Linked DNA regions of Rattus norvegicus: region 2 is linked to region 1. A link is a contact called in public Hi-C data. All regions are on one chromosome and are shown on one strand. Each heading gives the region's core, a stretch centred on a gene start, on an enhancer-like site or on the middle of the called end of the contact. The rest is flanking DNA. Distances are from core to core; before and after follow the strand shown.

Region 1 (6,333 bases), core at 1,323-3,822:
ACATTTTTACTCAGATCTACAAAATCCTCAGACAAACTCAACACCAAAAAAGGCTCCTTAACATAGGAACTAGATGGGGACACTCCTTGTGGCCTGCCAGGCTCTGAGGACACTGAGCATCTAATCTTCCACATGTTGGGCCTCAAAGTCCAGCTGTCATCACATCCGAGGTAGGTACGAAGGCATCGTTTATAGGGCTTATTGGTATGTCTCTTCGCTTGGTGAATTTTAACCACTTTATCAAAAAAAAAAAATATATATATATATATATGAACTCTTCACAAATTTTAAAGAAGAAATTACCCCTGAGCTATTGAAAAATGAATATTGCTTTTCTGTTCTGAGGCAATATTTGAAGCCCCATTCATTCATTCATTCATTCATTCAACAAAGTCCTACTATACATATCCATACTGGTCTCAAGCTCATAAGGGCCCTGCTTAGCCTTCACTGTATGCTAGGATTACAAATACATCCCACTGTACCAATCTCTGAATCAAGTCTTCTTACTCAGAGATCCAGTCTATTTCCTTAAGAAGAAACCAAATCAAACTCGTTGGGATAAAGAAAAAAATAATTTTCCCATGATGCTAAATAAGACAGTAATATGTCCAAAGGTGTCTCCTGGTGACTCTGCAGCCTATGGCCCTTGCACGTGACCCATCACTAAGACATGATATCATCCTTTCTCACCCACAGCAGCACTGTCAAAAAGAACGTGCTACCCATCCGTTGGCACCTGCCATTCCAAAGCAATGTTAGGCACTTCTCTCCTCCAGTAAAACAGGTGCCAAAGATGGCCTCCTAAACTCCCAGCTTTAGCAAAACCAATCACGAGGAAGAATAAAGCTAGGTCAACTGGTACTCAGAGAGCACGGATCAGGCAGGTGGTCATGAGCAGGTTCGCACTGTTGGTTCCCATATACCCGATATTTCCTCAGCACATTCTCTCTCCCTACTCCTCTGGGTTTCAGTCATGCCTGTGCCTGGGTGCTTTTAAACAACCAAGTTCCTCCTCATAAACTCTCCTCAACCTAATGAATATCTTGCTTGCCCTTGATATTTTTGATCTTTTTCAATAAGGCGAGGATCTCCCTAAGGACGCTGTAGAGGGAATGCGGCCAACAATGGTGGCCTATTGTATAATAACATGCCTCGCCTACCTAGACTGGAAGTCTCTGCAGACAGTGCATTGGGATGCATTCCTCGGTGGCGAAAGAAGATTTACCTACGGAGCAGTGGGGCTGGCAACAATAAAGGCGCTTGAATTTTTTTACACGGTAAATGCTTTAAATAAATACTCGTTCAAAGGAAAGTGGGTTTGCGAAGACTTATTACAATTGTTTTATAGACGTGTTCTACCAGAAATTTGAAAATAAGAGAATGAAAAGATGCAGGGAAAAAAAAGTCCAGAAAGACCCCCCCCCACCCCACCCCCAAACAGTGCACCATTTAAATTATATTCTACTCATGAAAGACTACACTGGAAAATGTGCAAGAGCTAGACACAAATAGGGGAACACTTTGTTGTGCCATAGTACATGGGAGGCGACTGTTCTGATGGTCTTGGGGTGTGCATGTATGTTTAAAGAAGGCAGGGAATTTTGCAGGTCCTTGCTTCTTCCTAGGACAAGATTTCAAGATTCTAGTAAACAACAACAACAACAACAACAACAACAACAACAACAACAACAACCAGGTCTATGAATTCCCTGACCCGGAAACTGTTCAACTAGTCAGTTAAAAAGAAAATCCCACCAGCATTAAAGAAATAAGTGATACGGCTAACAGATGTGACGCTTCCTATTTATGGCTTGAAGTCAGTACTCTGGTGACTTGGAGACAAAATGTGTATTTAAAAGCTCCTTTTTATCTCTCCAGCACCATGCAAGACTCAAATGAACCTTTCACTGGGACACCGGAGATGTTAACACTCGTCCTCCAAGATCCAATTTCAACCAACCGAGCTGTTACCTAATCCAGCAGCCATCACATATGATCAGGTTGCCGCCTCCCTGATGGGTGCCCGGCACCCCTCCCTTCTTCCCATTCCATCTCCTGCCCAAGAGCTTTCCGTGAAACTGGGCTTTAAAGGGTCCCCATGCCTGTGCATGCTGGTGCATCCAGGGTTCTAACAGCCCCACTGGCTGTACCTAACACCAAGGTATTTATCCCGGTTTAGGTAATAATTCTTAAAGAAGGAGTTTCCTACCCACAAATCACCCCCTCCCATTCCAATAAAGACAGAGACCAGTCACGACGGGTAAGTGATTTACACAGAGGTTGTCACAGTCTTTAGAAGGCACCAGAAGTCACATTGCTGTTATCACTTGCCCTAGGGTTAATCCTGTGCTAAAACTCCAGAGATAAGGAGATTGTCACAGCCTGGTTGAAGCAGCTCTCACAACTGGCCACCTGCGGTTCAATCTTTATTTATTTTCTTCACACAAGGAGAAAAACAAACCAAACCCAAAGGCACATTCAAGAGAGCCAGTGGGAGGGCTGTGCAAAGGATTGTTTTGTCCTTGGCTGAGCAATACAGCTCGGGAACCGCTCCCTGCTGGTGCCCACTAGAGGGCACTCTCTCCCCACCGAGGACTTGTTTAAAGGGTCCCAACAGCCACCAACATCTCCATGGAGCTGGGGAACTGGGATCTGCTCAGATTTGAGCTCCCAAATGTGGGCAGACGGGGAGGAGAGCATATTAGCAGAGGACATTGTTTCAGGGTATGGAGTAAAACTTGAAACTCGCTTAGCTGGGCCAGATAAAGAGACCATTGGAAAAGATAACCCCTGGACAGACACAAGGCTAAAAAGCCTCTTCATGGTTTCAAAGCACCAAGGCAGAAGCTAGATTTTTACAGTCTCTGGAGCAGTTTGGAGTTCTGTCTTTCCAAGACGAGCTACCAACCCCAAGCCAGGCAGGACTTTGAAGCCAGTGGAGGAGCTAGGAGTAGTCTGCCCTTGTACTTTTAGAAACTGGAAAATGTTTAGCCCCTGGGACCCTTTGTGCACACTGAATTGCATCATCACCTGGCAATATAAACACAAACTCTGCTAGCACACTTACAGATTATAAAGGTGGGTAACTTTGCTAAAAATAAGGCAGGCTCCTGCCACCAAGAGAGTGAGCTCCTAGAAGCCAGTGGTGACCCAGCATGATCTCATGACTCAGGTATCGTGCATCTATTCAGGTCCTTTCAGAGCTCTTGTGCACGCAGCCGAGTAGGATGTAGGACTACGGCATCTTAGGCATCTGTGTCCCGCCACCCTTCTAGGCCAGGCAGTTAGTTCCTGGTGTGTGCACCCCCCTCCGGTTCTAAGTTGTACAGAGAGAACGCTTTTTCTCTCCCATCTCTTCCACACCCATTTCCCAAAACTAAGATCTGCCTTTCAAATGTGACCATTCTAAACAAGTAAGACTATGCTGACATTAAGGCAATGGCTTTTGGAGTGAGGGAGAGCCAAGCACAGGACCAGTATCTGTGAAGGGTTTCTCTGAGGCCTAAGATTACACCAGCTGCTTTCAGATTTGTAGATCTCCGCCACCCCACTACTCCACCACCCCGACCTTTCAGGGTGTGTCATTTCTGACAGGCACAGTCATCATCCACATACTGGTGGACACTCCTCCAGCAGGAAAAGGACTAAGCTAGGCGCTGATTCTTCTAAACCGTGTCGGGACCCATATCTCCCATTCCTTAGTAGCCTGAAGCTTGGGGTTGTACTTATGGGCGCTCATCCCTCCCAGTTCTCAAGCCTCTTCTGTCTTTGATGAAAAGCTGTCTTGGTGAGTTATTTTAAAGAGTCGTCTATCAAGTAAATGGAAATGATTAACCATTTGATTTCCCCAGTTTCACAATCCGGCATTTACAGGCAGCTGCCAGACAACGGTTGATGGATAGGCTCAGGAGAGAGCCTATCGGAGTTCACTGTCGGAACTCAGACTGTAGAGGACCAAGCGGGAATCTTCCTGGCTGCTGGCCTAGAATGGCCTCTTCAGAGGATTCCAGTGCACAGAATCTGGAGATCTGGGAATCACTCTGATACACGGTATTGTCCCCTTCGAATCACACAGGAGTTTGTTCGGGTCAGTGGTCTCCTAAAGTGTCACCATTTGGTATGAAGACAAGATATCTTTCAATCCTTGCAATATTTTCCTGGGTTCATTAATGAGCAGGTATATATAAACAGCATATGGGATCAGAAAAGGACTTGTCAACTTCCTTCCAACAACGAGATAGTGAGGTCTTCAAGTGTTTCAGTGCGAGCATATTTACGGAGTGTTTCTTATGGTATCATGGCTGCCCTGATTTTCAAAGGGTGCTCTAGCCAGGAACTGGAAAATGCACTCATTTCTTCCCACTTGGCCCAGAGCCGCAACACGTGCACTGCGGGTGAAGTTTTAAGGCAGGAGATGAAAACAAAAATACAGGGTACTCTTGGGGATGGTTTTTACTATTTTGAGCATTTATGTTTAGGAGTTTTCTCTAGAGACCTACCAAGTTTTTCCCGTCTTTTCTCTGGGCTAACTTCTGGCCCTTCTGGTCACAGGACTTGTACTTCTCAAGGGATGTACGGGCATGGATCCCATTCACACGTTCCCTGCTTGGCACACCGAGTCTCCCCGGGCCAGCTGGCAGGGAGAAAGCTAACTCACTGGACAACAGGCGCCTGCATTTCTGGACGAGTGCCGGCTGCCTGGTGACGGACTTACAGATCTTAATAGATAAAGCTTCTACAGTGGCTCAGGAAACCCTCTTTGTAACAAGAAAAGCTACAGAGGTTGGGGGTTGGGGCATGGCTTCATATGACCTCTGCCCTCAGATCTGTGTACTCAAGACATTTGAGGAAAGGGAATGAGGTAGGGGAGAGGGCCAGGGTAGGGTGTGTAAGGCCTGGGCTGCACATGGGAACTCAGGATGTGGAAAACCATTTCCTACTTAGTTATACATAAGAAGCATGGGAGATATGGAGCCAGTAGCTGGAGGATGCTGCGCTCTCCACAGAGAGGAAGACTTCTCTCTACAACAGCATCTCCTACAGCAAGTCACTACGGAAGGCGGGAGGGGTTCCTTAATGCGTTCTTGCCTCAAGCTGAAAACATTTTGTGGATTAAAGTCATCCTAAGATGTCCAGAACATTGCCTGGTTCTTGCTGGCTATGATAAGTTCCCCAACCCCACCAGCAAACTCTAATATCCAAGAAAATATAAGTGTACATTCAGGCTTCTCTTCACCCAGTTCTACAATGCAGCTTAAGGATCCTTGAGGAAAGTACAATGAGATAGAAGCGGGGATATCCCATGCTAACCCACATTCCAGACTCTTGCTGGGGGACTTTGCCTCATTTTAGTTTCAGTTTCCTCGTCATGAAATAAGTAGTGATGATACTGATTTGTCACCATTCAGACTATGAGTAAAATGAGGTTATTGTTATTTATGACGATGATGACAGTGACAATGATGTTTTTTTTTAATTTGGTTGGGTTTTTTTGGGGGGAAGGGGGCTCTACATAACCCTGGCTGTCCTGGAACTCACTATGTAGACCAGGAGGACCTTGAACTCACCTCTGCCTCGGGAGTGCTGGGATTAACACAGGCTCAGACCTATTACTACTACATCACTCCTGAGGCGAAGGCTGGAGGATCAGAAGTTCATTATCACCCTCGGTTACATACAACGTAAGTAGGAGTCTCCCCTGCACTTTGTGAGACACTGCCTTTCGGGGCTGATGCACTGGTAAAGGACCAGAAATGACAGACTTAAGAGTCTGGTGTCTGGTTCCTATATGTTACAAATGTGTAACAAAGAAAGAACTGGCACAAGCCAGTGAGTGCACCCACAAACACGGGCATGGGCAAATACATACACATAGGACTCGTGTGAGGACGAACAAGTCCTGGTCAGTAACAGCATCATGTCCCACAAACCAATCATTCTTCAGTGCATAAAATGTATGCCAATATAGCATCTGCTTTTTCTCCCCCTTCCCTGTTGCTGGGGCTCCTATGCTACTAATCTCCTAAGCACTGTAAGGTCCCCCTGCTTTAAAACTCTTGTGTTTTATTTATTGGAGGAGGAGGACCAGAGGACAACCTTGGATGTTGTTTCTTGGGTCCCACACTGGCTTTTCTTTTGAAATAGCTTCTCTGTTGCCTTCAGACTTACCTATTGGTCTAAACTCAACACAGGAGATGTCACAGGTACCCACCCACCTATCTCCTCCTCCCTGCTGTGCCTAAGTTGTGTGTGGTCTGCTTTTTATATAAACTCTCTGGACTGCATTCTCCCCAAGCCAGGAAGCATCTGTGTCCTCCCAGCCTTTCAGGG
Region 2 (6,333 bases), core at 1,918-4,417, 170 kb after region 1:
GGAAATGATCCTTGCCAATGAATTTAGCACTGAGCCTACCCCATGATGAGGACCAATAAACACTAATAATTATCCATTTATTTATTTGTTTACTTATTTTTGTGTGTAGTTAGTTACTTATTTGGGGGGAGGGCTGGGACTTTGATTTCAGGGCCTTCCACATGCTCCCCAAAGATTTCTCCCACTGACCTACATTCCTAGTCTTCTTTCAATTTGGTATTTTGAGAGGAGATCTTAATGAGTTGTCTAGACTAGCCTTTGCTCTATAGCACAGGTAGTCCTTGATTTTAACAATCCCTCTGCCTCAGTCTCCCAAGCAGCCAGGATTATCAGTCTGTGTCCCAGGCCTGGCTGTGTTGGCTATATTTAAAGGAACTAAATCATGTCAAGAATATAGTGGCTACCATTAGCAAAATGTGGTTTTTTCCCCCCTCTCTTAATTGTTTTTATTTTGTAATTCATGAGAAAAACACATGCTTCTTAAACCTTCACTGAAAAAATCGCAGTGTGAGGCTGAGACAACTTTGGTCAGGTTTCTGTCCTTAGCAGAGATTTCTAAGTTCAGAATTTCGATGTCTGCAAAACATGATTCAGCTAACTAAACTCATTATACTGGTACACTCCCAGGAACACATGTCTCAAAGGAGATACACCCAACCCGGCACTTAATCCTTTCAAGGTATTATTATGTGGCCTAGTTCTTTCCTATCAAAATCAAACTACACATCGGAAGATGGGGTTCCAGACCACACACCCAAGGAGACAGATGAGGAGTAGAGAGGAAGCCTTGGAGGCAGAGAAAACCTCAGAAGGCACAGGAGATAACGCATGAGGACCCCAAGGACACTGACAGGAATGGTCTGCCTTCTGCCCTTGGCGCTGCTGCTGGCCACATCCGACACTGCCAGACCTGTTCATACACGGAAGCAACCCCAGATTTGTAGGGCAGCCATTTAAAAGCTAGTAGGGAACTCCCAGCAGCGTTTTTTAAAAGCCTGAATGGAAAGAGTCAGAGGCAGTCTTTTTCATCCTTCCCTCTGGGCTTTGGAGAGTGCCATGGTGACCACCTGGAAGGCATCTAAGTAACCAATATCCATATCCTTTGCCTTCCCAGACTCCTGGCTCTTAACCTCCAAGACTCTTCCAGGCATGTGGGACCACGGGGTAGCCAAATTCCAAAGCCAACGATACTAGACACACCCTCTCTCCCTCCCTCTCCTGCTTTACCCCCCCCCCCCACACACACACACCCATGACAGGCCACATGTAACTGATTGGGGTCTTCCTGATTGGTGATGTGCACAATCCAGTGCTGCTACTGAGTCCTTGCCCACGCATGCGCACGGTAGTCTAGTTACTTTGGCCTTGTCTAGTGCCTGCTTCCCAGGGCCACTACATCAATCCAATCAATGCTGGAACAGCTGGCTCTTAATAACACTGGATTAAACAAATCGATTACAGAAAGGTCAGTTTGGTACCTAACATTTAGAATGTCGGGGCCTGAGCACTTGGTATCTGTTGGGGACCAGTGCCACGTAAGGTCAGGAATCTTACTCCTGAGCAGAATTACTTGAAAGAAAGAAATGTCGATCCTACGGTCATGGCTTTAATGTCCTTACATTACATCTACTTGCAGGAAGAAAACTGAACTGGGGCAAAAATAGTGTATTCACTGTTTTAAAAATTCCTTGTGGTTAGACATACACATAACACTGCATACAGTCAACAGACCACGGTAACACTTGCCGGCCAATAGAAGGAACAGGATCAAACTCCACACGTTTTTATTGTAGTGAGAAAGGGGCTACCAGTTGGAAAGAATTATGTCCACACATGTCCTTTGACCTCTCAAGAAATGAAAACTGTTGAGACATCTTGGGAGAGGCTCGCAGTCCACCTGACATGGCACGTAAAGGGAAGCCTGAGCCTCCAGTTGGCTCTGCCCCCTGGAAACCTGCTTGTCATTACCATGTGTGCTGTGAGAAGCCCGACTGAATGCTGTAAAATGTGTGGAGCCCATGTTTTATGAGCTGCCTCCACAGTTCAGAGGGTGAAAACAGGCAGAGGGAAGTGGGATCGCAGACCCATCATCGGCCAGTTGGCAGACATCAAGATCCAGGCAGGAAGGCGGCCAATGCTACAAGTCACATGTCAACAGAAATGAGGGGATGGGGTGGGGGTGGGGTGGGGGTGAGCACAGGGGAAAGGAGTAAGAGAGAGAGATTGGTGGGGGGAACCATGTCGGAAGGAAGCAAAGGGAGGTATGTGTGGGCTGACCTGCTCCTGCTGTGAACCCTGAGGACAGAGGGAATCACAGCCAGCTAGGGGAAGAGCTGCCACCAGCGTCCTCATATTAGACTCCTTGAGTGTCTGCCATAAATGGAGGTGTGTCCTTGGTCAGGACTTGTAACGCACTGTAGCACTGTAAAATGAGAAGGGTTGAACCACTGGTCTGTAAAACAACAAAAGCAGTTCCACACTGCTTTTATTAAATTTACACACACACACACACACACACACACACACACACACACACAGAAGGGAGGGAACCACACCTCTCAACATAAAACACCTCAACTCTAGGAATGAAAGGATGCTTGTGTGCTTGGCTTCACGTCGGCCATCCGGCCCAGATGTCTATCTCTTGAGCATATGGGGGTCTTCTACAGATCCTACTTTATCAGCAAGACAGGGAGGCCTGACAGATCCCCTGGAAATCACCTCTCTGGTTCCAAGTGTTTTAGGGTCTGTTTTACAGCAGGTTTAAATGGAGTGTGCTTAAGGGAAACCTTGCGCTGCACTCCAAATTGGTCAAGTCCTAAAACGGAGTTTGAGTTCTGCCTTTCTTCCCAGCTTACCCTAGAGATGGAGACAGGAGGAAGAGACTTGCATTGTGTCCACTAATTATGCAAACCAGTTTATTTATCTACAAGAAACAAACAACAAAAACCATGCATAGCATGGACCAGGTTACTGGCACTGTGCTGACAGCTGCGCTCACCCAGGCAGAGTCAGAGCTCTATGTACTGATCATAAAACGCACAGTGTGCACACCTTAGGATCCAGACACACAGACCATGCTCTGGGGATCCCAGGATGATCCTGGAGGGAGTTAAGAATAGCTTTACTGCAACCCTGACATTTGAGCCTGTAGCTGAAGGAGCTCGCCAGGCTGCACCGAGCGGCGGGAATGTCTATTAAGCAAAGGACACTGCGGGAAGGCTGAGAGTCCACTAAGGGTGTGACCTGCTCCCAGGGGAAGGACAAGTTCAAAGCGGTTGGGGTTTTGGATCTAGTCCAGCCTGGTGTTTGAAATACACGTCTAAGAGATGGCCCTGATGGCTTGCCTACACATACGGTTACAAAACATTGCGGATCAAAATGTAGAGCATAAGGCTTGAATGTGGGCCACCTACGCCTTTTAGATACTGAGGAACTAGACTTTCAGAAAAATGAAGTGTGCATGGGCTTTTTGCTGTTTGTTCTGCCATTTGCGATTCTTTAAGGCAGGAAGAAAAAACATTTGAAATGTTATCTATATATCTAGATACTCAGATACAAATAGACGTACATTGAAAGGTTTCTTTAAGGAAAGTCTCATGTGGTATTTGCTATGTGCCAAGCACTACCATAAACACACTGCGTGTATTAGATACATGTGATCTGTCCAGTAATTCAGTAAGGTAGTCTTTCTTGTTCCTCATACCTAACCTATCAGGCAGAGAAATATCAAATAACTTGCCAGAGTTAATCGGCCGGTTAATATCAGGGTCAGGACTAGAAAATGAAGCTGGACTTTGCCCGCAGCATTCCTCACCACCCTGTTCACCCACCTCTCATGAGACCCTCGTAACAAGGTCACTGCTGGGAAGGGAGACCATGACAGAGATGGGCGCTCCATCACATTTCGTCTCTTCCGCCACCCCCCCCCCCTAGGTGTGTGTTCCTGGTGGATGCCATGCAGACATTCATTATGGAATATACCGTAACTTTTGATTCAAAAGAAACAAATGGTAAGTTCTAGAGACTCAGAATTATGCTGAGTGCTTTTATAGTCACAGGTACTGGCACAGAAAGGTACAGAGGAGGGAGAATGAGGAGACCACAGCACAGTCCAGTCCAGAAACAGGGCTGGCAGACAGCAGGACTACTTGGACCCACCACAGAGAAGCCTCCCGAGAGAACCCTTTCATTCCCACTTCAGATCAACTCCTAAAGCCACTGAGGCAAAGAGTTGGAAATCAGGATCCCAGCAAGACAGCACAATCCAGGGGAGCTCTCAAAGGCTACAATTTACAAACAGTAGGTGGCTGGAAACCATGAGAAGGAAAACACCTCACTCTCCACCCACACCAGTGTGATCAAGACCGCACCCACCTCCCACCCCCACCCATCTTGAACTAGGAGCCCATATATTAATTACACCGTGCCATGGTTCATTTCAGCAAAAATCAACTATCATTCTTCTGACCTGGGGGGGGGGGGTGTTTAAAAATTCCCTCATGGAGACGCTGAAAAAAGTAACATGACATCATGTTGCCTGTGTCAGGTTTATAAATGGGCCAGGGGGAGGCAGGGGTGTAACCTGACACTATCAAAACACGGGCCCTGCTGGAAGAAAGAAGGCCATTGTTGTACGCTGTCAGCTCTCTCCTAGCTGGAGGTAAAGTGAGATTGGAGAAACATTAGCAGGAGGCCAGGAGCTGTGCGGGGCCCTGACTCCCTTGTCTGCTAAGGAATCAGGCAGGCCCGGGTCCCCACTTCCTGTGGGGTATGTCACCCCTGGTTTTATTCTCCTAAGTCATTTTTGTTCTGTACCTCAAAGCAAAGGAATGCTTAGCCCAACAACAAGAAAGCCCAGGGACTTTTTCTTTTTTTTAAATTTCTGGAGCAAGACTATTTTCCTAAGCAGACAACCAGAGAGGGAACACGTATGACCATGTGCATACAGGGTTGGGATTTTCTATGAAAGACAGAAATGGAAGCCTGTTTCAAAGCTAGAAAGACAGACCACTTCAAAAAGGGTCAAGTGGACCCCTTACATACAACAGTAACAAGAAACAAAATTCCGAAAACTTAAAAACACGAAGTTTCCAAGTGATGGGCTGGGGCTACGATCAGGATGCAAGTGACAGAATGTGGCATGTATTACAGAGCCAGGAGGGACAGACACAGACAGGCCAGAGGACAAAGTGTTGGCACAAAGAGTAAAAAAAAAAAAAGAAAAAAAATTAATGCACAAAAGGAGAGGGGAAAAGATTTATGGTGAGCGAAAGTTCAGAAAATAAAAAGCCAGACAATTGAAGGCAGCCTGACTAGAGACACGATTCATTGTCCTGGACACACATTTAATTTGATTTTTCTCTTTTCTCTCTTCCCCATCTCCCAGCTCATGCTTGAAGGAAAGAAGTGCGAACAAACAGCCCCTCCGGGGCCAAATGTGCGCAGATACTTTTGACAGTGGAGCCAGGCGGGTTTGGCCCGTCAGCTAGTCCTCCTCAGGGAAATGACCACTTTTGTGATCACTGAGGACAGGCCTTGACTGAGGTCAGAGAGCAGAGGGGCGAGCATGAAGCTGGTTGTGGGTGGCTCTCCTGGTCTTCAGCTTGCTTGTTTCCACCCAACTCTAACCCTATCATCAGTCTACAAGGTCCTTAACCTCTCAAAACAGCTCTCTCCACCCACCCCTCATGCCTCCTGGGCTTAATTCACCAGCAATTAAGAAAGCAGCCATACAGACCACTGGGTTCCTAGTTGCTAACTGCAGCTTTTACGTTAACCCTAGCACATCTTCCTTGGAACAAAACAGGGACCCCCTCAACTAAAGTATAATGGTGCCCCATGGCCCAAGAGCCTTCAAAAGGCTTTCCCACAGAGCCTTGGAACCAGCCCCCACCATGCTTCAAAGAAGACAAGGGAGGGCCCCCCTGGACCACCATCCAAGCTCCAAGCTTACTTGTCCCTCTCAATCCCAGTCCCCTGAGTCTTTTTCTCTGTGGCTGGGAGCTTTCTTGGCGCCAGAGCGTGCTCATTAGAGAGGAGCGGAACACAAGCAGAAGAGGAGGCAGCCACTGCCTTAAGACCAAATCTCACAGACAAAGGGAGCTGTCCAGGGAGCAAGGCTGGACCCTTGAACTTGTATCCAGGAATTTGTGCCAAGCCTCTGGTTCAGTGAGTGGGAAAGTGTCTGGTGTCTCTGCCATCAGATTGGAAGTCTTCGCCCTGACCAGTCACGAGGCATCTTTCTCTGCTGTAAATGCCCAAAGGTTGTCTGATGTCCTTCCCTTTCCTTCACAGGATTCTCCAATTGCTCGCTATGTTTCACAGAACAAA

The links. Hi-C and Micro-C count contacts between places; a contact is called where the count stands out from the background.
Region 2: a contact with region 1 is called in a Hi-C map of psoas muscle, with 2.6 times the contacts expected there. The contact joins two enhancer-like sites. A contact is called at or near these places in 6 of 12 Hi-C or Micro-C datasets (the A7r5 cell line, frontal cortex, hepatocytes and 3 more).

What each region holds. Positions count from the first base shown.
Region 1 is chr13:82,905,014-82,911,346 of GRCr8, forward strand. All of the region lies in intron 2 of Pbx1 (PBX homeobox 1), which reads right to left. Among named protein-coding and RNA genes, the nearest start is that of Pbx1, 210 kb to the right of the region's middle. Within about 2 kb of position 2,573, at least 11 of the 93 cell types and tissues checked have an H3K27ac peak or open chromatin away from gene starts, as enhancers often do. A contact at or near this core is called in the A7r5 cell line, where this site is marked.
Region 2 is chr13:83,070,119-83,076,451 of GRCr8, forward strand. All of the region lies in intron 2 of Pbx1 (PBX homeobox 1), which reads right to left. Among named protein-coding and RNA genes, the nearest start is that of Pbx1, 48 kb to the right of the region's middle. Within about 2 kb of position 3,168, at least 16 of the 93 cell types and tissues checked have an H3K27ac peak or open chromatin away from gene starts, as enhancers often do. A contact at or near this core is called in the A7r5 cell line, where this site is marked.